Linked DNA regions of Mus musculus: all the other regions are linked to region 3. The links are chromatin contacts, called in public HiChIP or PLAC-seq maps. All regions are on one chromosome and are shown on one strand. The core of a region is the stretch at or near the end of the contact, and the rest is flanking DNA. Distances in the headings are between cores, read along the strand shown. Region 1 holds the start of Tpd52 (tumor protein D52). Region 2 has its middle 25 kb from the start of Tpd52. Region 3 has its middle 21 kb from the start of 4930539M17Rik.

Region 1 (2,700 bases), core at 86-2,585, 120 kb after region 3:
GAGAATCAGTCATAAATTGAGATGAATATGGATCATCTTAGAGATTTTGAAGACTAGTCATACACTGGAATTTCTGCTCATCATTAAAATGGTTTGCTTTTGGGGGCTGGAGAGATGGCCCTGGGTTAAGATTGTTTACTGCTCTTACAGAGGACCCAGGTTCAGTTCCCTGACTTCATATAGTGCGTCATAACTGCGTGTTGGTCCTAGGGGATTCTGTCAACCTGTTCTGACTCCTACTGACATGAACTCGAGCCCACACAAACAACACAATAGAAAGCTCAGGCCTTACATTTCAGAGACTATAAATAGATTCCAGAGATTATGTATTGTTTTTGTGTTTTTGAGATGGGGTCTCTCATTGAAGTCCCAGCTAGCTTCATGGCAATCCCCCTGTCTCAGGTTTCTGAGTAATGTGATTATGGCATGAGCCACCATGCCTGGCTTGACCTATTTCCTCCTTTTAACTTAGTTCCACCAAGGGCCTGCAAGCGCTGTTGGGTCACAGCAATAGCCATGGAGAGAGCATGAGCAGGGTCTCTGGAGGCCTGGGATGGAGGAAGTGGACTTGGTGATTGTAAAGTTTTACCAGCCAGCTCCCTTTCTGCCTGGAGGGTGTGCCAAAGAAACAAGTTCTTTGTAGAGCCCTGAGGGCATGCCTGACTTTGCTTAAACAAAGGAGCTGAAACACCCCCTGCCCCCAGCTGTGGGAGTTTCAGCCCCCCCACCCCCCACCCCGGAAGCGGTGGGAGCTGCCTGCACCTTCCAGCTACTTCCTATGAAAACCTCATTCTTCCAAAGAGTCAGTTTAAAATTGTTTGACAGTTATTCAGATTCTGCTTTAGAAAAAAAAAAAAGGATGATGGGTCTAGCTTTATTTTTGTATTAGGTTCTGCTTAAAAGGCTGCTTGCTAAACACGGGATGCCAAGCTCTCAGAATCCTGTATAATATAGGGTGCAAGAAAAGTATCACCCAGATGGCATTTTCGGGGAGATTACTGACAGATAATCCTCTCTTGTCCTAGAAGATTAAGTCTGCCCCGCCGACGATGTGGTCAGATGACCGGTCTAAAAAAGTTGTATTTTAAACAATATTCCTGCTAGTGTCTAGTGTTTGTACAACTGAATGGGGCTCCAGAGTGGGGGGCCTCCTTTGTGTACAGAGGGAAGGCCACTCCCTCTGCCCCGGTTATTCTTTGTTCAGTGAATTAGCGACAGGTGGTGACTAGGGCCCTCCTAAGGGAGGAGTCACTACAGACCTGCTCGTGGGAGCCGGAGCCACGCCGGGGCCGGAGCTGGGCGGGGCTTTAAGCCCGGTTCCTCTGGGCCGGAGCTGGGCGGGGCTTTAAGCCCGGTTCCTCTGGGCCGGAGCTGGGCGGGGCTTTAAGCCCGGTTCCTCTTCTCACCTGGGCTGCACAGGTCAGCCGGATCTCCCTCAGCCCGGGGCTCCCAGGCTGCCGCAGCGCCATGCTCGCCTTGCTCGCTGCCTTCAGCTAGCATGGAGTGCAGAGATATGGAGTTGGCTGATGATTACCAATCCCCCTTTGATTTTGATTCTGGAGTGAACAAGAACTACCTCTACCTCTCTCCAAGCGGGAACACCTCGCCGCCTGGTTCACCTACACAGAACGTTGGTAACTATTTGTGTAGTGAGTTCCCTCTGCTGTGTTCTTCAACATGGGAAGTTATTTTTGGTTGTTAACTGTTTAGAGTGGGACAATGAATTTTAAAGTTGGCACCGTCTGTTTCTATGCTCCTTAGAGGTCTGTGGATGTGCGGTGATGGTGAATGACACGGAGGGTCTTGGGGTCAAATAGTGGGTACAGTTTTAAAATCTGCCTAGGCAGTGTCTTAGTAAAGGATGCTTAGGCATTCAAAACCGTTCACCACACTCAAGGGCCTGGTGAGTGTGCTACAATAACACCACAAGTATCAAGGTGAAGATAGGCTTGGGTTTTCCCTTGGGAGACCAAAAGCCATGTAGACAAATAGCTATGTACACCTCACAGTTTCCAAAAGGGAAAATGAAAAACCACCACACCTTTGGAAGCAGCTGTTTCTTCCCATGTGGGACACGGATTTGTTCACAAGGCGGAAACCAGGCTGTGACAGTCTGAATTGATCCCCACATAGGGTCCAGCAGAAGTGGGGACAGCCTCCTTCCCAGCTTGCAGGAAGGATCCTATTGCTTGCCAAGAAGAGGAGATGGCTTAATGAACTCCTCTGTCAGAGTCAAGGAAGCAACTTGGCTTTCCCAGAAGAAGTTAATTATTTCCTTACTGTGGAGAATTGGTTACGTTTTGTTCTTTTTAAACAGTAGAGCTTGGGAAACCTAGAAGACAGTGAAGGACAGACTGTGGCACCTCTGATCCAAGCTGCTGGGGGTTTGGACGTTTGCAGGGCACAGGTGTGTGCTAACACAGCATGCTTCAGTGCTTGGTTATAGCAGCCACCTTTGAGGTATAGTCTGGATTTTCAGAAACCCACATATGTTGATAGTTTCAGGCTAACACTGCCCTCTAGAAGTTGGAAGCTGTTAGTAATGTCTGTGGGAGACAGGGCATGGGAAAAGCATTTTTCTTCTCATTTTCACACTTCCCTTGCCTGTGACCCATGTGGGATCTCTGGGCTTCCCCGTTACCCAGCACTTAAGAGGGGGGATGACCTAGTTCTAACTTGTGGGCTTGTGAATCAGAGCAG
Region 2 (2,700 bases), core at 99-2,598, 94 kb after region 3:
CTTTTTACATCAGAGTGGGGGGGGGGGTCTTACTCAGATCCTCGGACTGCCAGGGCACGCCCTTTGCTGACCCAGGCATCTCCCAGTCCAGAAACCGAATCTTAAGGGATCTGGCCTTGGCATTCTGAGTTATCTATTAATGTTACCAGTGGAGCAAATTTTGCTGGTGCTGTTTTGGAGAGAGAAGTTCTGAGGCCTAGGAGTGGGGAAAGGGCAAAAAGGATGGGCCAGTGCAGAGGAGGCTCTGTGCGTCTCTCCAGCTGCTGAGGAAGGATTTTCCCTAGGGAGACAGCAAACTTGCTGCTGGTTCTACCATTGAGCAGTTTTCACCTTCCATGTTAGGATGGCTGACCTTGTGGGCATTAGAAAATCAAAGCAGTTGCATTTCATGTATTTTTTTGTGTGTTAGTGCTGGTTACGGTGGTGGTGGAGGTGGTGATGTCTTATAGAGTCAAATCTGGCCTCAGATTCATTATATAGCTCTGGCTGGACTTGAACTCCTGATCTGCTTGCTTCTAGGAAGTTACTCTTCACCTCTTTTCCGTTTTCACCATGAGTTATCTGTATCTGTTGTATAGAAACAGATAGGAAAGCATAGCAATAATGCATTTAATAGGAAATCATATTTTAAAACCTTTATTTATGCAAATTTATTTAAATAAATCAAGAATATTAATTTTAGAATTAATTAATACAATATATTTTATGTATAACATTGTATTTTATTATATGCAATATATAAAATTTATATATTTATATGTAATTTACAATATAGTCTTATGTTTATATATAAGTGAATAAAATTAAAAATTTCATATTTTATCAATTAATTAAGCATATCAGTTTACTTTTCTGCCACTGTGGCCAAAATGCTTGGCAGAGTCAACTTACATGAAGAAAGTTTGTTTATTTACTTAGGCTCACAGTTTCAGAGCATTTTGATCCTTCCTGTAGGGGAGCCGAGGGACAGGGGCAGGCAGGCTCCTCTATCAGGAGGAGGAAGTGAGGCAGGAACCAGATGGCCTACTTCTGCCAGCAAGGTCACCTTCTAAGGTTTCTACAGCCCTTTAAAATAGAGTCACAGACTGGGAGCAGGCATTTAAAACGAAGCTGGTGGGGGACCTTCCTGCTTCAACTCACAGCCTTAAGTGTCTTACTGAAACCTCAGCATGCTTAAACACTTCTCCTACTCTTGGGTTGGCTGTACGTGTACAGCAAGGGGTAGAGGTGCTAACAGAAGCTTCAGACCATGCTAATAAAAGTCATTTTCTCCACTCACTACATTTCTCTCCCTCTCCTGCACACACCCTGTCAGGTCAATGTTCAAGTTCTTAATCACAGGCCTTTCCCTGAAACACTGGGTGCTTTGTTTGGCCGTCCTTCAAGGATCAGATTTCCTGCGTTCAAAGGGAACCTGGAACCTGCTTGTGCTTGCCTTTTGTCTCCTAAGACACCCTCTGACATCCTCTGAGGTCTGCAGTATGATGAACATTCTTTTGAAGAATGGTGTTGAGGAAGGCTATTTTCTTTCTTTCTTTTTTTTTTAAAGATTTATTTATTTATTTATTATATGTAAGTACACTGTAGCTGTCTTTAGACACTCCAGGAGAGGGCATCAGATTTCGTTACGGATGGTTGTGAGCCACCATGTGGTTGCTGGGATTTGAACTCGGGACCTTCGGAAGAGCAGTCTTAACCACTAAGCCATCTTGCCAGCCCGGCTATTTTCATAAAAGGTTTGTATTCCTGCCTTGGTGCTTCTGTGGCTTATTTCTGCTCACGTGACCTTGTCAGTTATGTTAGGGTGCATCCAACTTCGGTAGGCTGTTCTCTTCCCTGCTTCTCTAACAAAAGGTTTTCCTTTCCCCTTCCCCTCCTTCCCTTTCTCTCTCTCTCACTCTCTCTCTCTTTCTCTCTCTCCCCTTTCTCCCCTTTCTCCCCTTTCTCCCCTTTCTTCCTTTTTCTCGAGACAGGGTCGCTACATAGTCCTGGCTGTCCTGGAATTCTATAGACCAGGCTGGTTCTTGAATTCCCAGACATTCTGTGTCTGCCTCCTAAATGCTGGGATTAAAGATGTGGTCCTCCACACCTGACAGTTTATTTTATCTTACATTTCCACGTTTATCACTGAGGAAAGTCGAGGCAGGAACCTGGAAGCAGGAACTGAAGCAGAGACTGGGGGAGGAGTGATGTTTATCATCTCACTCAGCATGCTCTATGCACCCAAGCCCGCCTACCTAGGAGATCTCCCCTATCAGTCACTAAGAAAATGACCCACAGACTTGACTATAGGCAAGTTTGATAGCCACAACTCAACTCACAATCCTACTTCCCAGATACGTCCAGATTTGTGTGTGTCAGGTTGACAGGGAAGATTTTGTTTTTTCCTTCTTTAAACTATTAATGCTAATCAGATATGTTTCAGAAGGTGCCCCAGAAACCCCAGAGTTGCAGCATTCTGCTTTGAAGTAACTGAGACACAGGGTTCTTGTTTATACAGAAAGCTGCTTGCCTGGAGACTTGGCATCACCTCAAAGTACTGATACAAGGATGTCACTTCCGGCGTCTGCCGTCACTTCCGGCGTCTGGCATCATGTCTGGCGTCTGACATCATGCTAGGTGCCATGCTTTTTACTTGCCGTTAACTCCGTAAGGATGGATAAATCATATAAAGATCATTTGGTGTGTGCACCTTTCAGA
Region 3 (2,700 bases), core at 63-2,562:
GTGCCAATTTAGATATGCCAGCAGATCCAAGACCATTGCCTATTGGCAACTATCCCCCTCCCTCTTCCCCCTCCTCCTTCCCCTCCCCTCCCACTCTCCTTTTCTCTTTTCTTTTCTCTTTCCTCTTTTTTCTTTTCTCTTCTCTTCTCTTCTTTTCTTTTTCTTTTCTTTCTTTCTTTTTTTTTTTTTTTGAGACAGGGTCTCACTATGTGGCCCTAGCTGGCCTAGAACTAGCTGTATAGACCAGGCTGGCCTCTGTATCACAGAGATCTACCTGCCTTTGCCTCTCTAGTGATGAGATTAAAGATGTGCACTACCACCCAGGGCTATTTATTGGATTTTTGTGGTAGGGTCCCATATGATTTAGGTGGGCCTGAAACTCACTGTGTAGTTGATGACTCCCTGCCTCCACCTTGTAAGCGCGCTACAGAGCTGGGGACAGGGTCTCTCTGACGTAGCTTAGGCTAGACTTAAATCCTAGGGCCTCCTTCCTCACCTCAGCCTCCGGAGTGCTGGGATCTCGGGTTCATGCTTGCCTAACAGAATACAAATATCGTTATACTGTACTGCACAGGAGATCACAACCAGCAAAACGTTTGCATGTGCTCAATATAGAAGCCATTTTCCAACTAACCCACTCCACCTGTGTCTGGCTAAACTGGAGATATGGAGTGCCCACGAACCTGCTGCCAGCACGACCTCCAGACATTAGCTAGTCCTTGCAGGACAGTGGTGTTCGTTCCCATAAATGGGGCTATAAGACTGGGTGGTGCTGGCGTACACCTGTGAACTCATCACTTGGGAGACAGAGACAGAAAGATCTCTGTGAGTTTAAAGCCACCTTGGTCTACAGAGCAAGTTCCAGGACAGCAGAGCTACATGAAGAAGCTCTGTCTCGGAAAAACCAAAGCAAAACGAGGTGTGAGACATCCCTCATGAATGGGATAGATTGAAGATTGCTGCCTGGGGATGCCGGCTCACTCCTGTACTTCCATCGCTGGGAAGCCTGTTTTATTTTGTTTTGTTTTTTAGAGACAGGGTTTCTCTGTATAGCCTTGGCTGTCCTGGAACTCACTTTGTGTAGACCAGACTGGCCTTGAACTCAGAAATCCGCCTGCCTCTGCCTCCCAAGTGCTGGGATTAAAGGCGTGCGCCACCACGCCCGGCTTCATCGCTGGAAAGTCTGAAGCAGCAGGGTCCACATACAACCTGGGCTACAGAGTAAGCCCAGGCTTACCCAGAATACATAGCAAAATGCCATTTCAAAAATAAGATAACTTAACAAGACTAGAATAATATTACTGCCGTGAACATAAAAGGCTTCCTCTTTCATGTTACAAAATGGTGGGGGAAGATAAAAATGGCACAGAAGATTTCAACAAAACTTTCTCAGTTTGTTTGAGTTTTGCTTAGAATGCAAGAAGGAAGGAACTCTGAGTTGTTGGGGTTTGTTGTTGTTGTTGTTGTTGTTTCGTGACTTTAAAAAACATTTTTTTTTAAAATGGAGTTTCTCTTTTTAGTCCTGGCTGTCCTGAAACTCACTCTGTAGACCAGGCTGGCTTCTCAAACTCGACAGTTTTTCCTGCCTCTGCCTCCCAAGTGCCACACCCAGTTGCGTATTTGAGAGCCATTAACCCGAAAGACCGGAGAGGAAGTCGTCCCCGCCCCCCGCCCCCCCCCCCCCCCCACTTCTCCCGCTCTGCAGCAGAACTGCTCTGTGAGCCTGCTCTCTTTCTGCTTGTAAATCCACTTTATCTGCTGACTTGGAGCCACAGGACAGGGAAATGGCGTCTAAAAGTGACTTGGAATTCTGGGGACATTCTTGGCTGAGACACCCAATCACAGGATCAGCCAGCCCCGGGCCAGATTGTGAAAGAAGCTACGTGTCTCAGGGCGCCTCCATTCCTGAACCCCCACCTGCCCTTTCAACATCTGCTTCCGCCCCAGGCACCAACAGTCACGAGATTCCTAAAGTCACCTTTCCCAGCACACTGAAGTCAGGCTTACAAAGGTAAGAGACTTGCCAAAAGTGGGCTCAGCCCTGCTTTGAAAGTCTTTATGGAATAGTCAGAGAGAGACAGGGAATTACTGAGACGCCAGAGAGGGTGTCTCTAAAATGCCTTCAAAGGAAAGGCCATGCCAGACGTGGTTGTGTTTGCCTGTTATCCCAGCACCTGGGGCACAGGAGAATCAGGAGCCCAGGTCAGTCTCAGCTACATAGCTACTCTGAGGTCAGCCTACGCTACATGAGACCCTGCCAGAGCAATACAGAGGGATGGAGAAAGAACGGAAGGGACGGGAAAAGGAAAGAGAGAAGACCAGGGGACATTTTCAGTGTCTCAGCACCTCTGTATGACACAACTAGCCTCCATCTTCTTCAAAATCAAGTACTCCAACTGGGTGCTTTGCAGGCACCATACACAAATGTATGGAAGGAACAAAGGACAGGCAGGGTGAGACTCACTGAGAATGGACCCATGAAGAAACAGACAAAGTTCCTCCCTCTCCTTTTCTCCATTTCTGCTTACATGATGGACGTGGGAGAGAGACGAGGGTGTCTAGGAGAACCCGTCAAGTTTTATATTACACTACATTGTAGTTTATATTATAAAGGGTCAATAAATATTTTTTAAATAAACAGAAAGCAGGTAAATGAATCAGGAACTCATAACAGCCATTGCAACTTGAGGTGGATGCAGC

The links. HiChIP or PLAC-seq counts read pairs in DNA pulled down with a chosen protein or histone mark.
Region 1: an H3K27ac HiChIP or PLAC-seq map of embryonic stem cells shows a contact between it and region 3, with 13 read pairs. The contact joins the promoter of Tpd52 here to the enhancer-like site in region 3. A contact is called at or near these places in 1 of 39 promoter capture datasets (macrophages), 1 of 15 datasets of contacts at CTCF or cohesin (large pre-B cells), 8 of 484 Hi-C or Micro-C datasets (Th2 cells, bone marrow-derived macrophages, embryonic stem cells and 2 more), 7 of 115 datasets of contacts at active chromatin or transcription factors (craniofacial prominence, embryonic midbrain, embryonic stem cells and 2 more) and 3 of 9 other capture datasets (adipose tissue, liver and pancreatic islet).
Region 2: a contact with region 3 is called in an H3K27ac HiChIP or PLAC-seq map of embryonic stem cells, with 7 read pairs. The contact joins two enhancer-like sites. A contact is called at or near these places in 2 of 115 datasets of contacts at active chromatin or transcription factors (embryonic stem cells and microglia) and 1 of 9 other capture datasets (adipose tissue).

What each region holds. Positions count from the first base shown.
Region 1 is chr3:8,962,781-8,965,480 of GRCm38.p6, reverse strand. It overlaps Tpd52 (tumor protein D52), which reads left to right and starts at 1,335. Exons shown (of 6, transcript NM_001025262.2): 1 at 1,335-1,634. The coding sequence starts at 1,499.
Region 2 is chr3:8,987,394-8,990,093 of GRCm38.p6, reverse strand. It overlaps a transcript of Tpd52 not described here. Among named protein-coding and RNA genes, the nearest start is that of Tpd52, 25 kb to the right of the region's middle. Within about 2 kb of position 1,348, at least 59 of the 459 cell types and tissues checked have an H3K27ac peak or open chromatin away from gene starts, as enhancers often do. A contact at or near this core is called in embryonic stem cells, where this site is marked.
Region 3 is chr3:9,081,448-9,084,147 of GRCm38.p6, reverse strand. No RefSeq gene overlaps it. Among named protein-coding and RNA genes, the nearest start is that of 4930539M17Rik, 21 kb to the right of the region's middle. Within about 2 kb of position 1,312, at least 15 of the 459 cell types and tissues checked have an H3K27ac peak or open chromatin away from gene starts, as enhancers often do. A contact at or near this core is called in embryonic stem cells and trophoblast stem cells, where this site is marked.